2 separate regions of the Anser cygnoides genome follow, and region 1 is linked to region 2. A link is a contact called in public Hi-C data. All regions are on one chromosome and are shown on one strand. Each heading gives the region's core, a stretch centred on a gene start, on an enhancer-like site or on the middle of the called end of the contact. The rest is flanking DNA. Distances are from core to core; before and after follow the strand shown. Region 1 has its middle 68 kb from the start of HEPH. Region 2 overlaps AR (androgen receptor).

Evidence for each region. A called contact is a pair of places that touch in the nucleus more often than the background predicts.
Region 1: a Hi-C map of liver shows a contact between it and region 2, with 5 times the contacts expected there. The contact joins two enhancer-like sites. A contact is called at or near these places in 3 of 7 Hi-C or Micro-C datasets (granulosa cells and liver).

What each region holds. Positions count from the first base shown.
Region 1 is chr13:21,520,959-21,526,750 of Taihu_goose_T2T_genome, reverse strand. No RefSeq gene overlaps it. Among named protein-coding and RNA genes, the nearest start is that of HEPH, 68 kb to the left of the region's middle. Within about 2 kb of position 2,045, at least 1 of the 3 cell types and tissues checked has open chromatin away from gene starts, as enhancers often do. A contact at or near this core is called in liver, where this site is marked.
Region 2 is chr13:21,352,292-21,358,581 of Taihu_goose_T2T_genome, reverse strand. The region is part of intron 1 of AR (androgen receptor); the gene reads left to right. Among named protein-coding and RNA genes, the nearest start is that of AR, 16 kb to the left of the region's middle. Within about 2 kb of position 1,706, at least 1 of the 3 cell types and tissues checked has open chromatin away from gene starts, as enhancers often do. A contact at or near this core is called in liver, where this site is marked.

The DNA of each region.
Region 1 (5,792 bases), core at 796-3,295, 170 kb before region 2:
GCTAGTTTGAAGAATAAAAGTGATTTGGACTTGGTCTCCCCACTACCTTCAGTGTTCTCAGCTCATGTCAAGTTGGGCTCAGAGCAAAGGCTGTGTGTGACTCATTTCCCGATGCAGCTCCGGCCCGTTTTCCCCTGAACCTGCCTCGACCCCTCGCAGTGAAGGGCAAAAGGCTCCTTCCTTGTTATACTACTCTCAGAGCCCTCATGAGACTTTAGCACAGGTAACCAAGCTTCCCTTTGTGCTCTCCTCATGCAGCCACTCCGCAGCCCTTGTGCTTCACTCTTGCGGATAGCTCTAACCTCTGCTGTACCCCTCTCGCTCGGTGGTCCCATGCCTTACTGGTATTCAGGACACCCAGGTCTGGTTTTGGATCCATCAAGTTCTCTCTCCTTGCTCAGTCTCTCACCTACAACTTATTATTTTAAATAATCACTTCTCAGTTCAGCTTCTCCAAGGCTAAGCTTATTTTTTTTGCCCCTACTCACTTCTTGTATTCCCACTGCCTCTGGTTTCTCCTCTCGCTCCTCATCCTCTGTGCTAAATAGCCCCATCCTTTCTAGCTGCGCCCTCTCTCTGCATTGGATTCCCACCTCTTGCTTCACAGAATCAAAGCCTCGGTCTATAAGCCCCAGAGCTCAGCCAGCCTGTTAACACAAGAATATTAATCTTCCCTCCCCGTTTTCCTGTTTGTTTGTTTGTTTTTCCTTGAGAGTCCTCCAGTCCTCTGCTTCCTTTGGTAGGAGTGGCCCCTCAACTTGACTTCATACTCTGCCCTTCTTGAAGAGTGGATTCTGTAGAGTAGAAAGGTTGTGTACAAGTGGCGTGTATATTCACGAGCCACCCATGTATGAGAGATGAAAAAGTCACCTTCCTCCACTAGCAATGTCCCTTGGGTCTATTAAATCATCACTTGACAGCTGGCTCTATAATGCCCTCAGGCAAGGGAGGGTAGTGTGTGGAGACCAAATTGGCAGAGCTTTTCTGACAAACCATTTTCCTGACAAAATGATAATTTGTGAAAAATGAAAATTATTCAGTCAGAACTTAAATCTTCCATCTACTTCATATTCTTTAGACTCTTTGTCTTCCTCTCTGTGGAAAAGGAGTGTGTTAGAAGCTGTAAGGCAATGGCAGAAGTATTCCAGTGATGCTTTCCCAATAAAATAAAAACACCTTTGTTCCTCCCTGCAAGGAGCCACGGTTAGCTTGGGATGAGTGCAAAGGCAGGTTTGTAATGACAGAGAACAGCTTCTCCCCAGGAGGCTGGGCTCAGGCAGGGACCCCGATCGTACGGGGGAGCTCTGGGCTGATGACTTTGGCTCTCAGCACGTGCTCGCCCAGCTGTGAAGCGTCACCTTATCTACCTTGCTGGTGTGGTCTGCTGAAGTACTAAAGGACCATGTAAATAAAGAGACGTTGTTTTTCTCACAGCTTTTTGTGAGAGGAAGCAGCTTTCTTTTTGTGTTATCCCTAGTTCTACTGCAGACTAATGTCCATGTTACATTTTAACTTTTCAACTTGTTCCAAATTCTTTATTTGTTTTCAGGGTGGTGAAGAATCGCTTGCACCTCCTGGAATAGTGAATGACTCAACAGGGGAGAGCGCAGGGCTCTCTCGCAGCGCCTGGATCCGCACACAGGACCCACACAACACTCTGGTGTTGAGTGTTAGAGCAGAGTGGAAATGAGAAAAAGCAAGAATGTTATAAGCAGTGTCAGAGGCAAAGGCGTAATAAAAATGTTGTTTCATGAAATCGTATTTGTGTTTACTGTACCTGGAATCCAAAGGGGAGGAAAAACGCTAGGAGGTTCAGACCAAGGTGGCTTTGACAACTCACTGCTTATGTTAAAGGACCAGAAATTTCCATTATTCTTGTAGTTTCCTAATCAGGTTCAAGCCTTCTGTAGTAAACGCCAGTTGCTTTTCCAGAGGCAATGACAATTGGTATTTGGCATTGGAAGTCTTCACAGTGTGAGTCTGTGTTGGCTGCCTGCAGGACAGGGCGTTTCAGTCCCCACCTGCTCTCCCCACATCGCTGAGGTCTTGGCCCCTCTCCTCCTGGCTGTGGTGGGGATTTCACAATGTGTACCTCGCCCATCTTACAGCACCCACAGACCATGATCCATGACTATGGGTTAGGGTGAAAGACGCTTTTCAGACAGAAGAGCAAAGCCTGGAATAACATTTATACCTCAAGCTTTGCTGCAGCCTCTGAAAGTGCTGTGAGGGACAGGGAAGCGGGGGGCCCCACCATCAGCACTTGCTTTCTTCTGCTCTTGCTTGACAGACAGGGAAAGGAAGAACTGCCAGCTGCAGCATTGCGCTAGACCTCGAGGTGTCTGCCAATGCATGTGTTGCAAGCACTGCAACAACATGAGGGCTCTGACCCCTGCCTCGCCAGCCGCCCGGCACCAGCAGGGAGAACTGAGTCCCGCAGGAGCAGTGTGTGTCACCAGCGCCAGGTCAGCTCCCTGTGGCACTGGGATGGCTGGCAAGAAGGAACGAGGAGGTCAGAAGAGTTTCATCAGATAAAGAATTAACACGTCAGGGGAATATAGCCTGCATGGATTCCTACAGTATGTGGGGCAGCTTAGAATTAGCCCTGATCCTACCACAGGATAAAATCAAATTTGGGTCTGCCTGGTCAATTCCAGCGCGCTGTTTTGAAAGCTATGCTGTTGCAAGAGCTGCACTTAAAATATTTTCTTTCATGAGCGCATACCATTGGTTGTCAATCCTCTTGTTTTTCAAGAGAGGAAAGAGCAAGAGGAAAGAAAATATACACAAAAAAAAAAGAGAAAAACAGAGATGGATAACCTCATCCGGAGCTAGTCACCGATTGCCAGAAATGTCGTTGCTTTTCCCCACACTCTTCTTGTATTTCCATTTGACTGGGCGGCTCCTACCCCTCTTGCACTCGCCCCGTGCCCAGCCTTCTGTCCGCCGCCGGCGCCGCACCCGGGGCCCCGTGCGCTGGGAAGCGCCGCAGCAGCGCCCCGCGGGGCCGGGCAGGGGCAGGGGCCGGGGGGAGCAGCGGGACCCCCCCGCGCTGCCGCCAGGGGGCGCCGCGACACCGCGCTGCCGCCGGGGCGGCCGGGGGCGGCCGGGGGCGCCCCGCGGGTCGGGCCCCGCCGTGCCTCCGCTGGCTCGGAACGGCGGCTCCAGCGGGTCCCAGCAGAAGCGCCAGCTTGCTGGACGAAGAAGCAGCACCGAAGGCTGTTTACGTGTTCTGAAGGCCACGCAGAGGCAGCACGCTGCAGAATAATCTCTTGTTACGGCTCTTCCCTGTGTGACTCATCAAGCGGGGCTGAAAGTATTAGCTGGAGTCTGGCTGAAATGGCATTTGATGAAGCATTGCTGGCTGAGGTTAGACATGGGTAAAACTGAAACAACATTGCAAGGTCAGGAAAAATCAAAATAAATGTCAAGCATTTGACAGGCGTCTTCCACATGGCAGCAGACTGTGGGACCTGTAAGTTGTTCGAGTAGCTGACCTGGTGCTACCCTCATCTAGGAGAAGTGGTTCTGCTGCTGCCTTCCTCTGAGGTGTCTGGTGCGAGTGCAGGAATAGACAGCAAGGGCTGTCCTACTCTGGAGATAAGTCTGTCCTCCAAATCCTGACCTGAGACGGGCAACCTTATTACTTTTCAGTCTGCTTTGGGAATGAGAAGTAGAATGAAGGTTATCGTACACACAGACATCTTATTAAAGTGCTGGTTTTTTCAGTCGTTCTCCACTCAGAATTTTTAAAATCATATCAAAATGGGATTAGATTTAAGAAATACCATATGAGCGTGGGCACCTACTTTGAGCATTTCAGTCATCTACAACATGAACAACTGAAACAAATTCTGTAGAGAGGTTATTTGTGGTTGCACGTGCATGTCCCTGGAAGTTCACTCTCAATTCAAGAAACCTAAGGTCTTGATATACTAGACAACCATCCTTTTTTGATGGTGTGCCTCAGTTTAAATCACTTGTTGCTAATGCTAGTGCTGTAATTCTGGAGCTTTGCCTACTGCTTTGGCACAGGTCTCTGGGGCCTCAGACATAACATATATCTGAGGAGTTCTGTATCGAAGTTAAAAGAACACATTAAAATAAATAAGATAAGGTAACCTGGCCTCGAGTTCCTAATGCAGCCCAGCTGGATAACTACAATGAGTCCCGAGTTCTCAGAAGTGATAGCGCAGATAGCAAAGGAAGTGAAGCAATTATGTTCAAAACACACTTCACCGATGGCTCTTAACAAGCCAGCCTGGCAGAGGAGACTTTGGCAGAGTCTTTTGTACTTACAACCATAGAAAACAATCAATAGAAAAGCTTAACTTCCTGTACCTACGCTGAATACTAAGTTAGCAAAAGAGTACCTCATTATTATACTACTTTTTACAAGGAAACAGTGGGCAGAGGAAATGTGACTCACTGCAAACACTGGGATAAAAAAGGTACTGTGCAAATGAACAAATAAGCCACTTGCAAGTAAGCTCCACTGAGTGCCACTATCGCATTCTTGTTGAGTCTCAGGACATTTCAGGATCCACTCCAAAAGGATTCTTCATTATTCATATGGCTAAAAATAGGCCCTGACGGCTAAATCGCAATGGTCAGCCAAAGCACAGAGCAGCCAAATACCACTGACACATTGAATTTAAAACTTTGGACCCCTCCAAAAAAACACAAGGTAGGTGACAAATTTGCAGTGAAGTTGAACCAAATGTTGACAGCGTTGCGTTTTGTCCTCTGACATAAAAATATATCTCCTTTCCAGCTGCTGACTATTTGCTAGTAATAATATTGCATCTAAACATACACAAAACCCATGACTGGAAAACAGTTGCCCTGGGGAAGTTAAAACAGAGAAATCCCACAGATTTTCTCCCCTTTTATTAATGTCTTCCAGAGTCTGACTGCTGCTCTGAAGGCTGTTTTGAACAATGTGCCATTTTTTTCTCCATTTCTTCTTATGAGTGGACATGCTGTCTTTTGTCCACTCTTCTCCCAGGTCCTCTACATTAGTCTTAAAATCACAAGACCCCATCCATATTTTTTATATGGAAAGCACAATGCACGCAAGGTTTGTTTCCATCAGTCAGCTGACAGAAAAAAGGACGCTAAGAACATAACGTTATGCAGAAAGTATCAAAAAGGAGGTATTGGCTTAGTCTTGTGAGAATAATTTTAAAAAGTGATAACTAAAAAAAAATTCTGTGGATGAATAATAACGTAAAGTGATGTCCCTCCTCATGACAGGAGTGAATGAGTGATTTGGACTAACTCAGGAAGAGCAGAATGAAGAGAAAGGGCCAGCCTGTGGCTGGATGGGACCACAGGAGAAAAAGGCTTGTGTGCCTTGCTCCAGCTTTTCTCCTAGCAAGATCTGCCACCTGTTTGTCCCCACATGTCACGGTGCCGTTACTCCCTCTGGTAGAGGGGCAGACTGAGGTGCTGGGCAGGAAGATCCAGCCAGGGTGGGGAGCCAGGCTCAGCTCCGCACAGAAGCTGCCCACCTGCCCACCTCCCTGTTTCTCTTACGACATCCATCAAAATCCCATTCCCTCACCCAGTTTCAGCGTCTGAAAGCTGAAGACATAAACTTCAGTCAAATCTTTTGAATTAATGCCTTGATAAAGCTTTTCTGAAGGAGTACAGCAGAGATCAAACCCACACCTTACTAACACCTACTCATCCTCAATATTGTAAGCAATTTCTTAATATTTGCGAAAGTTCTGCAAATGTTTGAAGTACTGAGTACTGCTATTATTTGCCGTTAGCTCTTCTTTCTCCTC
Region 2 (6,290 bases), core at 457-2,956:
GAAGGAGGTGAAGAGATGACAATCATTTCTTGTCACTCAGGTGAGGCTCGGCATTTTAGGATGCTGGTTATGGCAAAAGGGCCATGAGAAATCTGCACCGGAGAAGGAGGTGAGATGAACCTCAGCTCGTCTGTCCCCTGTGGGGGTGGCAGTGTGGGCAGGGGGCTGGGGGGGCTGAGGGGGCCGTGCTCAGCGCTGTGTTGAGCTGGGGCTCCAGGGCAGCAGCCTTCGGTCAGCCCTTGGGTCCCCAGGAACCTCCGGACTGGTGCTGGGGACTTGCAAAGGGCCACTGCCACCGATCTGTAGGTTTCAATATGCTGTACGTGGGGACCCAAAGGGAAATAAAGGATTGTAAACTGCGATTTTATCCTTTTATCCACCTCTGGCGGGAGCGGGAGTTGTACTGCCTGTCAGTCTGTGTCATCGCGTTGTGCTGCATGCCAGCACTGCCAGAGGCTTTCTCAAGTGTCTCTGTAAGACAGCTAGACACAGCAGTCTGTTCTGCTGCTGAGACACAGAGTCAATTACTCTCAGCCTAGGAGAGCAGAGTTCATTAGGACCGGGAAGTCTGCCGCAGCACTAAGAAGATGGAGCTAGTTTGGTTGGTGGGTGCAGCCCGGGGACCCCTGTGGTGGGCGCCCCTGGGCCAGCCTGCGAAGGGTGCATGGAGCCTGCTGCCCCCCAGGAATAATGAAACACCTTCATTAGTGAGCGGCAGGTGAGAAGCGCCTCCCATGTATGGAGCCAAGCAGCTATGCCTGTGGGGTGGTGCAATTCGGTGGATGCATCCGCAGGAATGGACAGTCCTGCTGTTCAGTTTGAGGGGCCCTGTCCAGCCCAGCCCTGCTGCCTGAAAGCTGAGTAACGCCGAGAAGCCTCGCTTTGTTTGCCTGCAGTGGAAGAAAACAGTTTGGGCACTTGGGGGTTTTAACTCAGCAGGGCTGTTGGCCTTGGTATCGGTAGTCACAGCACACCGTCTGGGCCAGAATGGCCTTTACTTTTCAACAATAACAGTGCTATGAATAAGCTCATTAAAATAAAAGAAACTGACCCAGTTGTCATGGCAAAGACTTCTGACGGAGGTTCCTCATACATATCCCTCTCGCTGCACCCGCTGCTGGCTCGTCCATCGCTGCTGATACGGCTGCGCCCGCTCCGCTCCTCACCCGCTGCAGCCTCGCCCCTCCCGGACTCAGGGTGTGGGGCAAAGAGGAGGAGAAAATCCCATGTGGAGAGCCCCCGAGCTCCGCGAGCCTCCTCCTCGGAGCTGCCTTCCGGGCCTGCATGAGGCGCGTGCGGCAGGCAGCGCTGGCAGCTTTTGCAACGTCTCTTTGTGTTTCATCCTGCTTTAAAAATAATGAACGCCACCCTGGTTCCTCTTCACAAGTATTTATAAGTGAAGTTCAATATACATTCTAACAGTAATAAAGATACTACCAGTATTTTTGTGCTACTTTGTGCTCCTCAGGCACTTTTCTTCCAAAGCACTTGTGAGCAGCAATTCGTTTAGCTTCCAGGCAACCGTGCAAAATAGGCGTTATTCCTCCTCAATCAACAGGGTGGGAGAGGAGATTTTTAGTGAGCAGGTGGCTTTGGCAAAAATCCCCCAAGGTGTATGAATGCCTGCCTGCCCTGGCACTGCCAGATCTGGGTTCCTGGGGCCGGGGGGATCGGGGTTTGTTTTTCCAGGTCTGTTGTTGAGGAAACTGCTCTGCAGAGATGCACTTGTGGACTGGACTTTAGGCCCTGTAAATAGTGCCATTTACTTTAGCAGACCGAGTGCTGTCCTCGGGAGGATCTGACCCCATCCAGCTCCTGGCGCTGGGACAGCGTGTGCCAGGCGAGGGGTTGCGGGCGGCAGCGTCTTGCCTGGGGACAGCCCCGTGGCCACGCTCCAGGCCAGGGCGTGCTCGGCTCCCGCCTCTGCTTTTTTTCTGTTTCATGCAATTTGAGCAGAAGCCAGAAAGAGCAAGGTCACCCGTGCTCCTCTGTGGCTTGGAACTGCTGAGCTCTCCATCTGGGAGGGCTTTTTAAATGCTGAGAACAAAGTCAGATGCTGATACATCCGAAGAAGCAGTGTAGACAGGACACAGACCACATATTATGTGGTTTTACAGTAGTAGAAATCAGCTTAAAAATAAAGCCCAGCTCTACAGGTATTTATAGCTAATGCCCTTTCCACGGGCAGCAGGCACTCGTCCCACTGGGACGGCAGTTGGATGCTGCCTCGCTCCGGGCGGCTCGGGTGGCCACGCGGGTGAGCTGCGCTGCTCTCTGCAGGTCTCGGAGGCTTTTCTGTGCCGTAGAAAGCAGAAAGCAGCACACAGATACAAGATACAAACAGATACAAGTCCCTAGTCCGTGCTGCCAGACCGCAGTCCCCCTGCTTTTCCTGGAATAAGTGCCATCAGGAACAATCCCTCGAAATGCTGGTGGGGAGACTACGCTGCAGTTTTCCCAAAATGCATTTTACAGATGCACTGGGGCACGTTCAGCTCATGGGACAAGGACGGAGAACACGGTGCTTCACTTTCTCTTCTCCCTGGTGTTCTCTGATGCCGGGGAAGGCCTCAGAGGGTGGCTTCTCCTTGTCGTCTTTCCAAAGGTGATACTTCGCTTGTTTTCTGGTGTTTTCTCACTGACTCCTCAGCAGTTTGACTGGAGCTACATATTTTAGCTGCATTAGCTTCTTTGCTAGTTAGAAATGGCAGAAAAAATGCTTTGACCTTGGCTCATGTGCTGAGAACAGAGCACAGGAACAAGTTTTTGTATCAGTAATTTCCCAGCGAAGGTTCTTTCCTCCTCCCCCTCCCCGGGTATCTGGGACGTGCAGCATCAGAGTTTTTGCACATTTCTGACATGCTGCTGGAGAGTATTTGGACAGACTTTCTGTAGCTCCTCTTTCCTTTCTAGAAAGAGAGAAAAGGAGAAAAGTAATTTGGCTGCCAATCAGGTTAATTGCTTTCAGCTGGGCAGCAGCTAGGTGCACTAACTGGAAAAATTCCACATGCAAGTATTTTTTCAGGTGATCCACATTTTTTCTTGGGTTGACCATGTATGTGTGTGTGTGCATTTGTGGGCATGGGTCTTATTATACCTGTGGACACAAATTATGCTTTTTGTATGTGCACTCTCTTCTTGTATTAGCAGCATTACATCCACGGCCCCAGTGCCTGCAGCAGTCCATCCGTGGGATTGTGGAGTTGGGAGTTTTGCATTTGAAGTCCATCCGTGGGATTTGGGTTGTGGAGGTGCGAGACCTGCGCTTGTCCCTGCCCAGACACAAAGGCAAGAAGTGAGCCGCCAGATCCCCCGCACCCGCTTCCCCTTGTGCCTGGATGTGCTGCTCTCAGGGCCGCTCCGGGCAGCACTTGACCTGCTCCGGTCAGGAGCCCGAGGATGCGGGTACCGCGGGTGCTGCATCCCCGAGCTGGGCTGGGTGTGTGCTTTGTCCATCTGCGCTCCTGCCCTTCAGAAAATGTGAGGCAATCCCAGGGAGCTCAGCCCTTTCAGCTTGGTTTGCTGTTTTCAAGTTACTTGCTTTGCTGCTGCTTTTGTGTGTCCCCTGTAGCCGGGAAGCCTTTCTCTGAGGATGCCATCTTCCACTTGCAAAGAGAACTGCTGCTTCCTGGGCTGCTCCGGAGTCCGCAGCAGGATCTTGCAGTGACCTGAAAAAGCACGGCCAGGCACAGCTTTTCCTCTCCTTTTGGAGCAGCCCACGGCAGCCCCCAGCCTCAGCCCGGCAGCCTCGGTGCCCCTCGTGGCCAGGAGCGGCCCCGGGCGCTGCGGGCAGGTGGGCACGGGGACGGGGGGAGGAGGGTGCTGCCGGCCTGACAGAGAATCGAGAGAACACTCTCAAGGCTGGGCAGCCTAAAATTAGACCTGGCATCTGTGTTTTGGTTCGCAGGCAGGCTTAAAAGAAAATGACTCCTGGCTGCTTTTGTTGTCCGCCTGCTTGGGAGAGTGCCGCAGAGGCGAAGCAGGTAGCGTGCTTCGCTCGTGCCTGGTGGCACAGGAGCCTCGCTGCCCTACAGCGCTGCCGCTCAGCGTGCGCGCGTCGCAGCGGCCCTGTGGGGTGGCTTCACCTCCCGCTCAGCCTGGTGTCGCTTGGAGCAGCTCCCATGGGATCCGTGGGTTTCTCCTGGGGCAGCGTTGCAGAGCCGCTGCCCTTTTCATTTTCCAAGGAATGCCTTCAGCCCCCGGACGCAGCGGGTCCAGCTTTCTGTGGCTCACATCACTAACGGAAACGTGCTGGCGTCTCATCGAGGCTTCCCGGGTCCTGCCGGTGCTGGCGCAGCCGGCCGGTGAGCGAGCAGTTGGGGTGAGCTTGAGCTCTGTGCACGTTCAGCCCCCGGGCTCGACCCCTCTGAGGTGTGAAATCCTCGCAGGGAGCCCGCCGGTGCTTGCAGCTGTGCGCTGCAGACAGGCACGGCCCGTCGGGCAGCCCGGAGCACAGGCAAGGCCACGGAGCACAAAGATGTGGCTAGAAGTGAGCCACTGGCTGCAGGCTGCTGAGGGATCTGCCTCTACGTAGCTGTGCTGGCGGCTGAGATCAGGGCTGAGAGTGCCAAGAAGACCATAGACATGTGGAACCTTCGTTATAATTTGCATGTTTACTCTCTGAGATGACTCAGAGCATGGTCTGCTTTGAGGACATGGGGAGATCGTATTGTTGCATAAGTTGTGAAGTCTTCTCTAGAAAACAAGTGCCTTGCCAGTAGAGTGAAAGAGAAATTCTGCAGATACAGTTCATACCGCATTCCAGACAAAATAAGCTAAACCCTTTCTATGCCCCTGCAGCTGTATCTGTGCAAAGGTTTGGTCTTGGCATAAACATGCCTAAAAATAAGACGATTGTGCCAGTGAGCTGCACCACGGCTGATGTTCCCACCGTAGAGCAGGCGGCTGCAGGCAGGGCAGCCCCCTCCTGCGTGTGGCTGCCGGCAGCGGGGCGAGTGCCACCCCCAGGGACCCCCGTGGGGCTCCCGCTGCCCGCATCTCACCTCCTCGAGGGGCGACGCTGCGGGGCCAGGGCCAGGCAGTGCCCTGAGCTGGGTTGTGCTGTTTCTTCTCCCCCTTCTGTACCCAGGGCTGGTGTGCTTTCCCGGGGCAGGAGGAGGGTGCTGTCACCTCAGGGAGCACGGGTGCGAGCGGCAGCCCTCGGGGGGGCAGTCATGCTGCCCTGCTGCTTCGCTGCCCGTGCTAGCAGGTCCTGCTCGCCTGGTGTGCCTGCCGGGTCAGCTGCCTCGGCTTTAAATGCTATTTGTGATCTGTTTTTTCCATGCTGGTTTCCTCCATCATCTGCCATCTGCCCATTTTCAACTCATGCTTCACCCAATAGAGAAACAAAAATGCAGAATTTGTGGCACTGGTTTCCTTAGCAATAATTTCACTGCCGAATGAAGTGGGGAAAATACTGTGTGTTTTCAATACCCAAGCCTGGAAGTGAATCCTGACATCCCTCAGCAGCCAGGCTCGGAGCCTTCCTGCGGTGGGAGTTGTACTTGTTGTCCGAGGTCTGAACTCGCTGTAGAGGGCTCGGTTCTGCAGCCCCTGCATGCATGGAACCGTTCTGCAGGGTGATAACCAGGGAGTGGGATTATCGATACAAATTTCCACCAATTCCCACAGGAGGAGCGGCAGATACCGTCTCCACCTGCAGAGCTGATAGAACGGTTTATCTTCCTTAAACTGCAGGGTAAGAGGAATGCTGTTAAGCCCATGCTGCACGTGGGGCAAGGTGTGGAGCCTTATTCCTACTTTCTCATTACAAAAGAATGTGGAAGGAAACCTATGTTTACTAGAATCTATTCAACTCACAGAAGGTCAATAAAATATAATGGTAGGTGGTGCACTGCTGTTGCTGAAGTCTCGGACGAGGCCAGATTCCCAGGAGAAGTCAGCATCAGGTGTTCATTGCGTTGCTAAACCAGCTCCTGACAGTAGTCGAGTGGTCACAGAAAATCCAATTTATTCAGCCAAGTCAGTTCAAAGGCTGGTCATTCAAAGCTGAGACCTACTCGGAGTTGAAAAAGACGGAAAACCCGGGAGGCTTTCTTCCAACCTGTGTAAAGAATGAAGCATGAAACAGTGCTATGTTTTGGCTATTAAATCTTGGAGAACCTTAGAAAAAGACGAGTCAGTGCAGTTCACAGTTTACAAATAAGTCTTACTTGGCTTCAGCAGTCAGTTAATTTGAAATACAGTGTGTTCTGACAAAATTAGTTCTGACTTACTGGAGGAACAATTTAAAATCTTCACATTTCTTTTAATTTTATAGACACATTTGA